Linked DNA regions of Mus musculus: region 1 is linked to region 2. The links are chromatin contacts, called in public Hi-C maps. All regions are on one chromosome and are shown on one strand. Each heading gives the region's core, a stretch centred on a gene start, on an enhancer-like site or on the middle of the called end of the contact. The rest is flanking DNA. Distances are from core to core; before and after follow the strand shown.

What was found. Hi-C and Micro-C count contacts between places; a contact is called where the count stands out from the background.
Region 1: a contact with region 2 is called in a Hi-C map of cerebellar granule neurons, with 2.5 times the contacts expected there. The contact joins two enhancer-like sites. A contact is called at or near these places in 1 of 484 Hi-C or Micro-C datasets (cerebellar granule neurons) and 1 of 9 other capture datasets (adipose tissue).

The regions. Positions count from the first base shown.
Region 1 is chr12:91,046,876-91,052,956 of GRCm38.p6, reverse strand. The region is part of intron 22 of Cep128 (centrosomal protein 128); the gene reads left to right. It overlaps 5430427M07Rik (RIKEN cDNA 5430427M07 gene), which reads right to left. Exons shown (of 4, transcript NR_045858.1): 2 at 2,490-2,588; 3 at 1-66. Among named protein-coding and RNA genes, the nearest start is that of 5430427M07Rik, 4.1 kb to the right of the region's middle. Within about 2 kb of position 2,221, at least 14 of the 459 cell types and tissues checked have an H3K27ac peak or open chromatin away from gene starts, as enhancers often do. A contact at or near this core is called in cerebellar granule neurons, where this site is marked.
Region 2 is chr12:90,619,864-90,625,813 of GRCm38.p6, reverse strand. No RefSeq gene overlaps it. Among named protein-coding and RNA genes, the nearest start is that of Gm26512, 120 kb to the left of the region's middle. Within about 2 kb of position 2,158, at least 3 of the 459 cell types and tissues checked have an H3K27ac peak or open chromatin away from gene starts, as enhancers often do. A contact at or near this core is called in cerebellar granule neurons, where this site is marked.

The DNA.
Region 1 (6,081 bases), core at 972-3,471, 430 kb before region 2:
TCTGATCTCTTCTTCTTTCATATCTTGCATTCTTCCTGCCTTCTCTTCCATAATGTTCCCTGAGCCCTGTGGAGAAGGATATTGAAGCCCCATGTTTGGCTGCACATTGAGTAGTCTTCTATCAGTTATATCTTTCTGTAGTCACTGCTGGCCACTGCAACAAGAAACTTCTTTACCAATACGTGAACACAGTTATCAGAAGGCAATGTGACAGCCATATCATGTCCATGTGGAGAACAGCAGCAGCAGTTTGCACACTAGGGCTTATGACCTCCCCATGAGAGTTTGACCAGATTTACAGTTGAATGCCCCTGTGAAGAAGTCCTCAAATCTAGTGAGAAAGCAGTTGGTTACCCTCATAACAGATGCAGCAGTCTTGTATCTATAAGCTCATCTTCTGCATCCATTTGGTATTGTTGCACACAGGTCATCCAGCCGAGCAAGACTCTCAAAAGTCTAAATAGCTCCATATGGAGCACTGTAGGGGCTGCCTCCTAGGGGGGAAACTTTCACACCAAATGTCACTGTGTCCTGAAATCAAGCCTTGCCTAGTTCCGGTAGGCAGTCAACTGCAGCAAAAATTGCCTGCATTGTTTCTCGGCTTCAAGGCCAACAACAGGTAAGATTTCCTTTGATAACTGCTGACTTCTGGGCATAGCTCTAGCTACCTTCACACACCATCTCCAATGTTTAGGTCATCATAGAGAGCTTTTGTTGTCACTCCCTGCTTTTTTTTTCCCAGAATAATTTTCATTTTTAAGCAAGTATAAAACTACACATTACTCAGTGACTCAGCTGATACAAGGTTTGATGCATACGCATAAGCGTCGAGGTGTGCTCTCCTGTACCTGTGAGAACCAATAGCTGACATAGGAAGGGAGGTGGCAAATGGGAAGAGTCCTGGGCATTTCTGTCCAGGCTGTCTAACATCTACTTCCAGGTTCCATGAGAAATTACTTTAAAAAATAAGGGTGGGGTAATTTGAAGATAGCTGGTGTTGCTTTGTGGCTTCACATGTGTGACACACACACACACACACACACACACACACGAATGCTTACAGAGTGTGCACTCACAGTAACATGTACACAGATACTGATACTGAGAAGAAATTCTACTATTGTGGAAACACAACTCTTTGCAATTGCCTGGACTTATCTAAATAATGCTAAAAACCTCTGTATGCGTGTGTGTTGGGGACCTAAATAGTTTAAATAATTACCTTAGAAAGCAATTAAATTTTTGAAAAACCATTGACTGAAAGTAGATTTGCAATTATGAGTTGGCTTAGCATTCAGCCTGTTTCTTGAATACTTAAAACCATCTAATCTATCTTGTTTTTAGATATATAGTTATGAGCTTTAACCTGAAGCTATTCAAAACCATAAACCCCATTGACATCTTGAGAAATATTATTTCTAAAACACCTGTGGCCTTTTAAGCAATTCTGTAAAGACCTTGCTGCTGTTATTAGTGGTACATACTTGAACTACACATATACAAGAGACCTTGAATGTTGGTGTTCAGTCTGTGTTTATACCAGATTCACAGGGTGTGGTTTATGTCCTTTGGGAAGTTATAACATACTGCCACATATGTGTACTCCTCCCTAAAGGTAGCCAGTTGCCAGTTGGTACAGTTTTCTTTCTCTACTCCCCTAAATCATAAAGTAATTATTCATCATGGACGACATTTGTGCAGAACCCCATAGGTTCAGTGGTTGAAGAGCAGGCATCCTTTGTTAACAAAGTGAATTGTGCCCTGGATGCTTGGGAATATATAGTCACCAATGAGTGAATGTTCTTACTCAGTGCCCCTGCTGTGCCCAGGAAACACAGGCCTGAGTATGTGAATCTGAATCAGGCCAGATCACTACTTGTTCCTTATTTCAGGGCCTCCCTTCAGGATTTACAAGGACCCTGCAGCTAAGAGAAAGTTGCCTTTATCTCTTTACAAAGGCCAAAATTGCTGTTTCAAACCCCAAGATGAAGCCATGTTCATTTTTGGTTTTGCCAGGACTATGAGCTTCTCATTGAAGTTGCCTGAGAGGTTCCGTCCAATTGGCTTTTTACCAAATAAAACGCAGTGTGCTCTGTAAGCTTTTGACCCAGAATCAGGTGAAGCTCAGCAGCCTTGGCCGAGCTGCATTGTAAAATTGTGGATTGGTTTGGACTTGACACTTCCTGGGAACCCATTCAAACTGAAACCGGAAAAAGGTTTTGCACAAATCCTGTCCCAGCCTGTCCTGCCAAGGTTCTCACTGCTCCCGCGCTGCTCCACCTTCTGTGCATTCGCATTGAGGGCAGACGGAAATATCTCATGAATCTCTCATGAGGGACCTGGAGGGAAACAATCTAGACATTCTTCTTCGCCCACCTTCTCCCCAAACACAGGAGCCGGGTTCTCGATGTATTAGTATTAAAGCATTTGTCTTTCCCAATAATGGGGTCAACTCCAAAGGGTTAAGCCTCCAGAAGAAGACCACTTACCGTCAAGTACAGCAACATTGCTGGAGCAAGCAGCCCTGTTTATAGTCACACCGATGGCAAGAGGTGATGGTCAAGCCAAAAATATAACATTTCTTCCAGCTTGGGAAAAAAGAAAAAAAAAAGTTTCTTATGGCCTTGTCAGGTTTTTCATACAAGTACAGAGTTGGGGATATGTCATTGAGATACTGCATAGAGAGTGAGGCTTCCCCAGCAAGGAAGGTCGTAGCTGTGTGGAACTGCACTGTGTTTGCAGGTCAGACTGCAGCCTCCCTTCGGATGTTGATGCAGAATTATGCTGCTTGAGGAAATGCCTTGCTTGTGTGTTCTAGTCCAGGGCTGCACACTATCAGTAATGAACTGTATCCTCTGGGTCAAACATGCTTTCTTCCTAGTGTGAAAATAGCAGAAATAGACTTTATAAAGCAAAGTACTAGTATCTTTCTGAAAAACGTAACATGCGTAAGAAATGCCTTCTGTCTTTAAAAGAACATATCTTGGTAAACTTGCAATGTGAGAGATGTGAGCTATTTACTTTAGATCGTAAATCAGCCAGAAAAAAAAAAATATGGCATTACACTTTCAATATGTCATATGTAGGAGTAGTATATCTTATATACTTTTAAATAGGTTCTTAAAAAACTGATTTAGGGCATTTTTATCTAGTGTATGTATTTAAATAAATTACAAGTTTCAGGTGATAATTGCCTTTTTTTCAGTAATGGGTACATATTTGTAAGAATAATACTTGACTAATTGTGAGAATATCTAGGTTCTAGTCATGTTGTCATGACACCTAGGTACGTGATCCTGGGTGAGTTATTAATATTCTCTTTGTGTCATGTGTACTTGGTTTTTGTAATGATTGGGGTGGAGTCAGTAACATTATAGAAGCCCCTTACTCCTATTAGCTAAGTCTAGTACAGCAGGAGTTACATGGTAGGTCTCTGAAATGTCCACCCTGTTAGAATCTGTTGGTTTAATCAGGAAATAATGTGTACTGGATTCTTTCCAAATCCTTACTATGTTCTACCTGCTACATAGGTCATTTGAAGCAGCAACAGCTGACTAGTTTCTTGGCCAGAGACCTCATACTTTTGAAAATGTTCAAACTGGATTGAGTCTTAACTGTCCTTCTGACACATCCTTGGTTTGTACTGGGGTCGTTTGTAGGCCAGAAAACTAATGACTTCCTGAGCAAGGCAAAACCTGGAGTTGTGTCCTAATTAGTGACAATGTTCTTTCCATTCTGCATTCTCTGCTGTGGCTGGTGAGGGTAGATACATTCAGGTGAGGGAACTCTTTAGGTTGTCTTATGACTCACGCAAAGAGAAAGGAAGAATGTTGGTCACTCGTTTCTCCAGAGCTATTGGAAAGAATAGAGAGATATGGGGCTGGCTTCCATATTCAGGGTGTGCCCTAAACTTATTGGTAAACAGAGTTCCACAAAGTGGCTTTGATCTGCATTTGCTTCTTGCTTGTAAATGTTGACACGCCCCTAGACTTCAGTCCCAGTTCTGTCATGAGCTTGTTCTGTTGTATTAAACACCTCAGTTGATCTTTTTTTATTTCATGCATCTACATAACTGCTCTAATACCACTTTCACAAGTGTTCAGAAACTTTGTCTTGGGCTTTTAATAAACTTTGATCTCAGATGAAAGGCTGTAGACAGTATAAATTGTTACTATTAGCATTATTAATATAAATACCCTAGATGTCCTCATGTTAATTATTTAACATTCATGGACGATTTCAACCTATCATTACCCCTAACTGTATTATATTTGAACATCAAACAGTAAAAGCCAAACTATTAAAGTGGCCCTTCCATCATTATCCTCCTGGGTGCTCTTAGTTCTTTTGCTTAACTGGCTTTCTGTGAGTGTTTTTCTGGGGCATTTCAATGATTTTTGTCTAGTAGCTCTCCCTTGTCCATGTGTCCATTATGAAGGCAAATGGAGCAAGTCCCTCCCAGGACAGCTTCATTGCTACCTGACACAAGCAAGATGATGTGTCCAGCAGGTAGACTCACTGACTGCCACATGCTTTCTATGAGGTACTCTCTTCTATTCAGAGCATATATCCTCACTCTGATTCAGAACATATTTTATCCTGTGATACCTCAATGTTCCTATTTGGAAGTTAGTTTTTCCTGCTTGTTTTGGGTGTGTAAGGAGCGCGAGGGCAATGTCAGGCAAAGTCAGGTGGGGCCCAGATATTCATAGAATGCCTGGGATTTGGTACAGGGGAGTTAGAGACTTGATTAGCAATTGTGGCTCTACACACAGCAGCTCACCCAGCCTATCCCAACCCAATCTCTGCTATCGTGCTTGTCCAGATGTCCCACAGGCTGAGATCCTAGGTGGGAAATAGTTTTCTAAATTTTAAAATGTCTGTCACCAGACACAAGAGCAGTATATGAATGGGAAAAGGTTAGCTTATTAACCTGAACAGTTCCATTCAACTCCTGGTTTTGTTACACTCAGTGTCTTGGCATTCTCTAAATCTTACCTCCAAAATTTCAGTGTTAATCGGGACTTAGTTACTTAGTTGTTTTTGTTTTTGTTTTTCTTTTAACAGAAATCCCAGTAGCCATAGTTCTGCACACCCTAGCCTTAGGTTTGGCTCCCCAGATGGTAGTAACACACCACAATGGCTTTCAGTGACTGCTTTGGGCTAGTTTCTTTCCTCTTTAATGGTTTCTCTGATTTTTATCCCTTGGAGCCTGTCATCAGCCTGCCTTCCTTCATTGTCTTCATTCTTCATTGCTGCTCCGTGAGTTTCACTCCTTCTCTGCTGAGCCCATTGTGGTTCCTCTCCTAGGGCCTGTTGACCTGCCACAATACTGCCACCAACATTCTTTGTCATACTCCACTTTTTAAAGTCTCCCATGAACCTTGAGAGCTTAATTTTTAGACTCTTACTGAAATTAAAATTAACATTTGTTTGACCAAACATGAAGAGCCAGTTTGACCAGTCCTATGATTTGTAACACTTTGGATAATATATAAACCCAGCATCTTTAGAAGCCACAGTACCCATGAAGTCCATCAGACTTCTTTAGCCCCCGTAGGAGTAATGTAAGGGGGCTTTCGGGGGGGGGGGGGCATTAAGAGAGAGGCTTGACAGACTCTCATGATAGCAAACTATGAAAGCTTTTCATTGGTGGGTGCCCTGTTAACATTTCATCAAGTCAGTTGCACCTAATCCTGTGTTTTTTCTTTATAATTCCTCTTCTTTTCACTTTTAAAATTATATGAGACTCAAGGCAACATCTCAATGGCAATTATTAAAAATCAAACATTCTAAGATAATACAACCTCCAAAATAGCTAATTTGATACTGATATGTTAAGAAATACTGGTAGGAAAATACTTTAAGCCTTTAGGTTTTTTTTTTAATTCTTCAAAACAGTTTTTTCAATTTAAATATATTTTTATCATATTTTCCCCTCCTTCAAGTCCTTCCAGAGCTTCTTTCCCTCCCTTTCCACCCCACTTTGAGTTCTTTCTCAAAAAAACATACAAACAAAAACCCACACAATAAAACAACAGAAACCTCCCCAAACCAAGGAACCATAATACAGCCACAGCC
Region 2 (5,950 bases), core at 909-3,408:
TTGAACACACTGCTTTGTTGCTGAAGACAATACCTACACATCTCGTTAAACATGAACATGTTTAGCTGGTGCTCACATAGAGCCTTTACTTCTGTATGGTAGTGTCTTTGAACTACCAGAGGAGAAATGTAAACACCAAGCCAGCCACAAATCCTTTGAACTTCAATGGTGTACTCCCTGCAACTTATTCTAGTACAATGATGGCACAAAGCCTGTGAGAGCAACCAACCAATATCTGATTTGATTTAAGGCCCACACCACAGATGGAACCCATACTCCCCGCTGTTTGGGCAACCAAAAATCAGAGAATAGATAGTCCAGGAACCAAGGGTAAAAGTAAATACGACTGTCTAAAGGGGAAAAAGCAATAAAAATCAATCCTAATGACATACTATGCTCCTACATTACTGCCTTGCTCAGCAATCACCAGAGAAGCTTCCTTCTGCAGTAGGTGGGAATGCATAAGAGACCTACAGCCAGACAATAAGCAGAGTATGACACCTTAGAACACTCAGCACTGAATGGAATGTCTCTAAGGGCTCAGGGAACCTGCTGGAAGAGGAGGCAGACAGAGCAAAAGAACCAGAGAAGAAAACAAGGTTCTCTAAACCAACAGGATCAGTGCACACAGGAACACAGAGACAGATGCCTCAGGCACTGGGCCTGCATGGATCTACACCTGTTGGGTTCACAGAGTTAATAAAAGGAGAAATGGACACATAGCCCCATTCCTAACCAAGAAGCTATCTACAATTGATAGGAATTTGTAAATGAAATTTAGTGTCTTCCAAGGGAGTCTCACTTGGCTGCATGCCCAGCAGTAGACAGCCAAGAAAAAATGAAGTCAAAGATATCTTTGGAAGGTTCTTGTCTCTTAATGTCATATCTCAGCTCTTCCTTTTTAAAAAAGTATTATTAATTATTATTTTTTTCTCTTTTTTTAACCCTACAGCTTCCTTGCTTATATATCCTGGCTTCCAGTTTAGTGTTTATATGGGAATCTTGAGTGAGTAGCTTTCTGTTTCTTGTATCTTCTCTTGGATTCTATTTCTTCTGTTTTGTTTTTTGTATTTGTTTTTTTTTTTGTCAAATTCCAATGTGTTGGAATATATATATTATATATTATTATTGTATCACAGAAGCCTGTGCTTTCTTATGAGAGACAGAAATGGGGTCGATCCAGATGGAATGTGAGGTGAAGAAAACCTGAGTGGTGTGAGGGAAGGGAAACTATAATCATGATACATTATAAGAGAAAAAAATCTATTTTATATAAAAGGAAAAAAGATGAAAAAATTTTATGCACACTTTGGTACAAGATAATTAATATCAAATTTCGTATGATCTCAAAATGCCATGTGACTTCATTGTTTTTATACTCTGAAAATGGGAATTGTGGTCAGTGATTTCCAAAGCTCTACTAATTTTCTGACTTCTAGAATTAACAGTATGAAATCCCCACCCTCCCCTCTCTCTTTCACACACACACACACATACACACATATTAAAATTTCTTAGAGTTGGAAGAGAACTACTGATCTAGATAAAATTTAAGGACTGAACAATATCAATGATTCCTAATATGCGCTACAAGCTTCCAAAGATTGAGGACAGAGATTCTTTGTCCTATACAGTTTGCTCCATCTCAGAGGAGCATCTCATCTGTCTTTTCTCCATGTTCTCAGCATGGAGGGGTGACAAGAAGAGAGCTGTGATATCATCGGGCTCTTTGCAGAGTGGATTTCATCTTCATTTCTTCCTCTTCCCATTAGGGCACCCACTCCTGTGGAAGCCAGTTCTTTTCTGTGCCCACTAAACTCGAATCAATTCTAGATATATATATATATATATTTTTTACATCTCACCCCCCCAAACAATTCTCCCCAGAACAATTTATATTTTTCGTATTGCTTCTGATAAAATCTGACTAATTTCTATGTGTATAATAACAAATGGGGTTGTCTGCCTCATTTACACTTCACTGCAGTTTCATCTCTGGTTTTATAAGGCCCCAAGTGGTAGCTTCCTGTGTTTTACCGTACAGCTGCCCATTTCCAAATGATCAGAAAGATGGCCTTCCAGGATTGAGTCTAATGGGGGTAATAGAAGATCACAAGGCCAGAGTTAGTACCAACAATCTTTCTTTTTAGATCTACATAGGTTTGGCTGCCTGCAGCAGACAGAAGGTGAACCTGGTCAGAGTCCAGCTGATCAAAGCCAGCAGATCTGTTTCATGCATGCAATCATTTTAATGCTATTAAAATTGGCAGGAAGGAGTTTGCTATTGCAAGCCTTTTGTATATTAGATCTGGTATTATTCACTGCCACTTGCTAACACACGTGGAATAAATTCCATGTGGCCAGAGAGATTCTCAGAGCCAGAAAGCTCTATCAATTTAAAAAAGAGGTAAGTGGCACCTAAAATGGTATGCTATGAAGCCTTCAGGGGGGCATGTTGTTTCAGAACATGATAAACTTTGAAACAGTTCTTCTTCTCAATCTCAAGTTACTTTTCTGTAAAAAAAATAAAATTAAATTAAAAAGAGTTGATAATATGTGAAAAAATGAATAGAATCAAGACCCATTTATATGATGTGTTATTTCTTACACACACACACACACACACACAAAACACACTATGAATATCATTTTTGACTTATCAACACAAAATAGCATGGGTTTCTTTTTTCCTCTTTACAGTCTGACAGGTAGGAGCTTCATTCCACTGTAGCTCTTATGAACCTCAGCATACTACCTCCTCCTTTTAAATTGAAAATCGCTTCTTCTTCTGACCACAGTTTCTCTTCCCTGACTCCTCTCAGCACCCACCATCCAGTTTCCTTTTCTCATGATCCACTCTCCCTCCAATTCTTCAGAAAAGAGCAGGCCTTCAAGAAGAGCTAACAGCCAAACAGTACGAAACAAGATACAATAAGACAAGACAAAAGGCCTTTATATAGAGTCTGGACACAACTAACTTATAGGAGAAAAGTCTTAAGCACTACAAAAGAGGTAGAGACAGACCTGTTTCTATTGTTCGAAGTCCCACACAAACACCAAGCTATCAGTCATAATTTATAAAGAAAGGATTGTTTTTCTTCTTCACAATCTCATAGGTAACATTTCATTCCACCGTAGACCTTATCAGCCTCAGCACAGTTTTTAAAAATTGAAAATAGATTCTTCTTTCATAATGCATCTTGACAACAGTTTCCCCTCCCTCCACCCCTCCCAGTACCCCCCCCCCACTTCCTTCTCCCCCAGAGCCACTCCCCTTGCAGGCCCATGCTTGCTGCTTTAGTCTCTGTGAGTTCATTTGAGCCTCAGGGGTCCATGTTCTTCTGGTGTCTTACATCCCCTCTGTCGTACAAGTTTCCCTCTCCCTTTTCACGGGATTTCCCAGTCTCTGGGAGGAGACGCTTGATAGATCCCTCCATTAAACGCTCTCTCCTCATAATGTCTGACTGTGGGCCTCTACCCCCACTCCCACCTACTGCCATAGGAAGCCTCTCAGATGACGATTAGACAAGGCACCAAGTACAGCAGAATATCATTAGGACTAATTTCATTGAGTTGTTTCCCCAGTGGTGTGGTTCTGCCCTAGGTCTTTGAGCTATCCAGTCTCTGGATCCTGGCCATCAGTCAATATAGGGCATGATTTCCCTCTCAAGCCTGGGCCTCAAGTTAAAGCAAACATTAGTTGGCTGCTCTCACAAGTTCTGTGCCGCCATTGCTCTAGCACATCTTTCATGAAGGACAGATGATAGGTTGAGGGTTTTGTGGCTGAGTTGGCATCTAGGTTGCTCTTTCCATTGCCTGTAGAGTACACTCTTGTGCCACAGTCCAGAATGTAGGGCTGAAGGCTCTAAGTAGGCACAAGCTCAACCTCTTTACATTCAATGAGCTGTGTGGATGAAGCATGCATACCTTTTCAATTATGGGAAGCACTCTGGGACTCCCATTGACAGTTTTGAGTTGCTGTCCTCACTGCCATTGTGTTTTGGTCCCCCGGCTGCAGCTGGGCAGTATGGGTAGCATTGGGGAACAGAGGAAGGGTTGGTTTCTGTTCTGTTTCAGATAGAACAGAACTGAGCAGGATCATGTGAAGTGTCATCACCCTATAGAAAAAAGTGTGCAACTTATTGTGTGTGTTTGAAATTCTCTATTTGAAATCTTTGAATTGCAAGTGAAAGCACAGAAATAAAAGTCACAGATAAGAGGAACCTGAGCTGCATAGCCTAAGGCGTGATGGACATTTAAGTACAATTTGTATTCCTTGAGTAATTGTTTTATAGATTTGCACTGAAGCTTGATGTAAGAAAGCTTTTGGCACTCAAAATCCATTTTTCTGATATAATAGACAGCCATTTATATATTTCTTAAGATTATGGAACCTTGCAGTTAAGAAGGGAGCCCATCTAACTTGCAGATGGAGAGCAAGATTCAGTACTTTCAGAAATCAGTAACCAACTTAGCCACCAGTGACATTTATGGTCTCAGTTTGGGTTTTTTTCCTATATTAGACACTTGCTACGTGCACTATAACAAATGTGGCATTGCCTATCTCTGTCCCATCCTTTTAATCCTGTTGCCATGAATCTTGATTAGACCTCTATTCTCTCCAGTCAGACAGTTATTTAATGGTCTTCCTTCTTGTATCACTTCTATTCTAATCTATTTTATTAATTAATTCCAAATTGATCTTTTACAACCCAAACCTAGGTTCTTGCTCAGTTATTTTCAATGATTCCTACCTACATGGACTTTGAGAAAACCTTCTTCTGGGAGCATTCAAGGAGGGTGAGAAACATCCTGGGAATCCTTTGAGTGTTAACATCAGAAGTTCAAATCTCAGATTTTATATCTCTGGAATCCTCTTCATTTATCTCTATATAGGCAATAATAACTAGTTTGTGAGACTTTTGGGGGGATTCAGTGAGGAAGGATATATGAAATATTAGGTGATCAGAGAATAACACTTCCATATCCTGAGCCCTATGCAATATGACTTCATTAATTTATTTTTTTAATATTTTTATTAGGTATTTTCCTCATTTACATTTCCAATGCTATCCAAAAAGTCCCCTACCCACCCACTCCCACTTTTTGGCCCTGGCATTCCCCTGTACTGGGGCATATAAAGTTTGCAAGTCCAATGGGCCTCTCTTTCCAGTGATGGCCAACTAGGCCATCTTTTGATACATATGCAGCTAGAGTCAAGAGCTCCGGGGTACTGGTTAGTTCATAATGTTGTTCCACCTATAGGATTGCAGACCCCTTTAGCTCCTTGGGTACTTTCTCTAGCTCCTCCATTGGGGACCCTGTGATCCATCCAATAGCTGACTGTGAGTATCCACTTCTGTGTTTGCTAGGCCCCGGCATAGTCTTACAAGAGACAGCTCTATCTGGGTCCTTTCAGCAAAATCTTGCTAGTGTGTGCAATGGTGTCAGTGTTTAGAAGCTGATTATGGGATGGATCCCCGGATATGGCAGTCTTTAGATGGTCCATCCTTTTGTCTCAGTTCCAAACTTTGTCTCTGTAACTCCTTCCATGGGTGTTTTGTTCCTGATTCTAAGAAGGGGCAAAGAGTCCACACTTTGGTCTTTGTTCTTCTTGAGTTTCATGTGTTTAGCAACTTGTATCTTATATCTTGGGTATCCTAAGTTTCTGGACTAATATTCACTTATCAGTGAGTACATATTGTGTGAGTTCTTTTGTGATTGTGTTACCTCACTCAGGATGATGCCCTCCAGTTCCATTCATTTGCCTAGGAATTTCATAAATTCATTCTTTTTAATAGCTGAGTAGTACTCCATTGTGTAAATGTACCACATTTTCTGTATCCATTCCTCTGTTGAGGGGCATCTGGGTTCTTTCCAGCTTCTAGTTATTATAAATAAGGCTGCTATGAACATAGTGGAGAATGTGTCCTTCTTACCAGTTGGGACA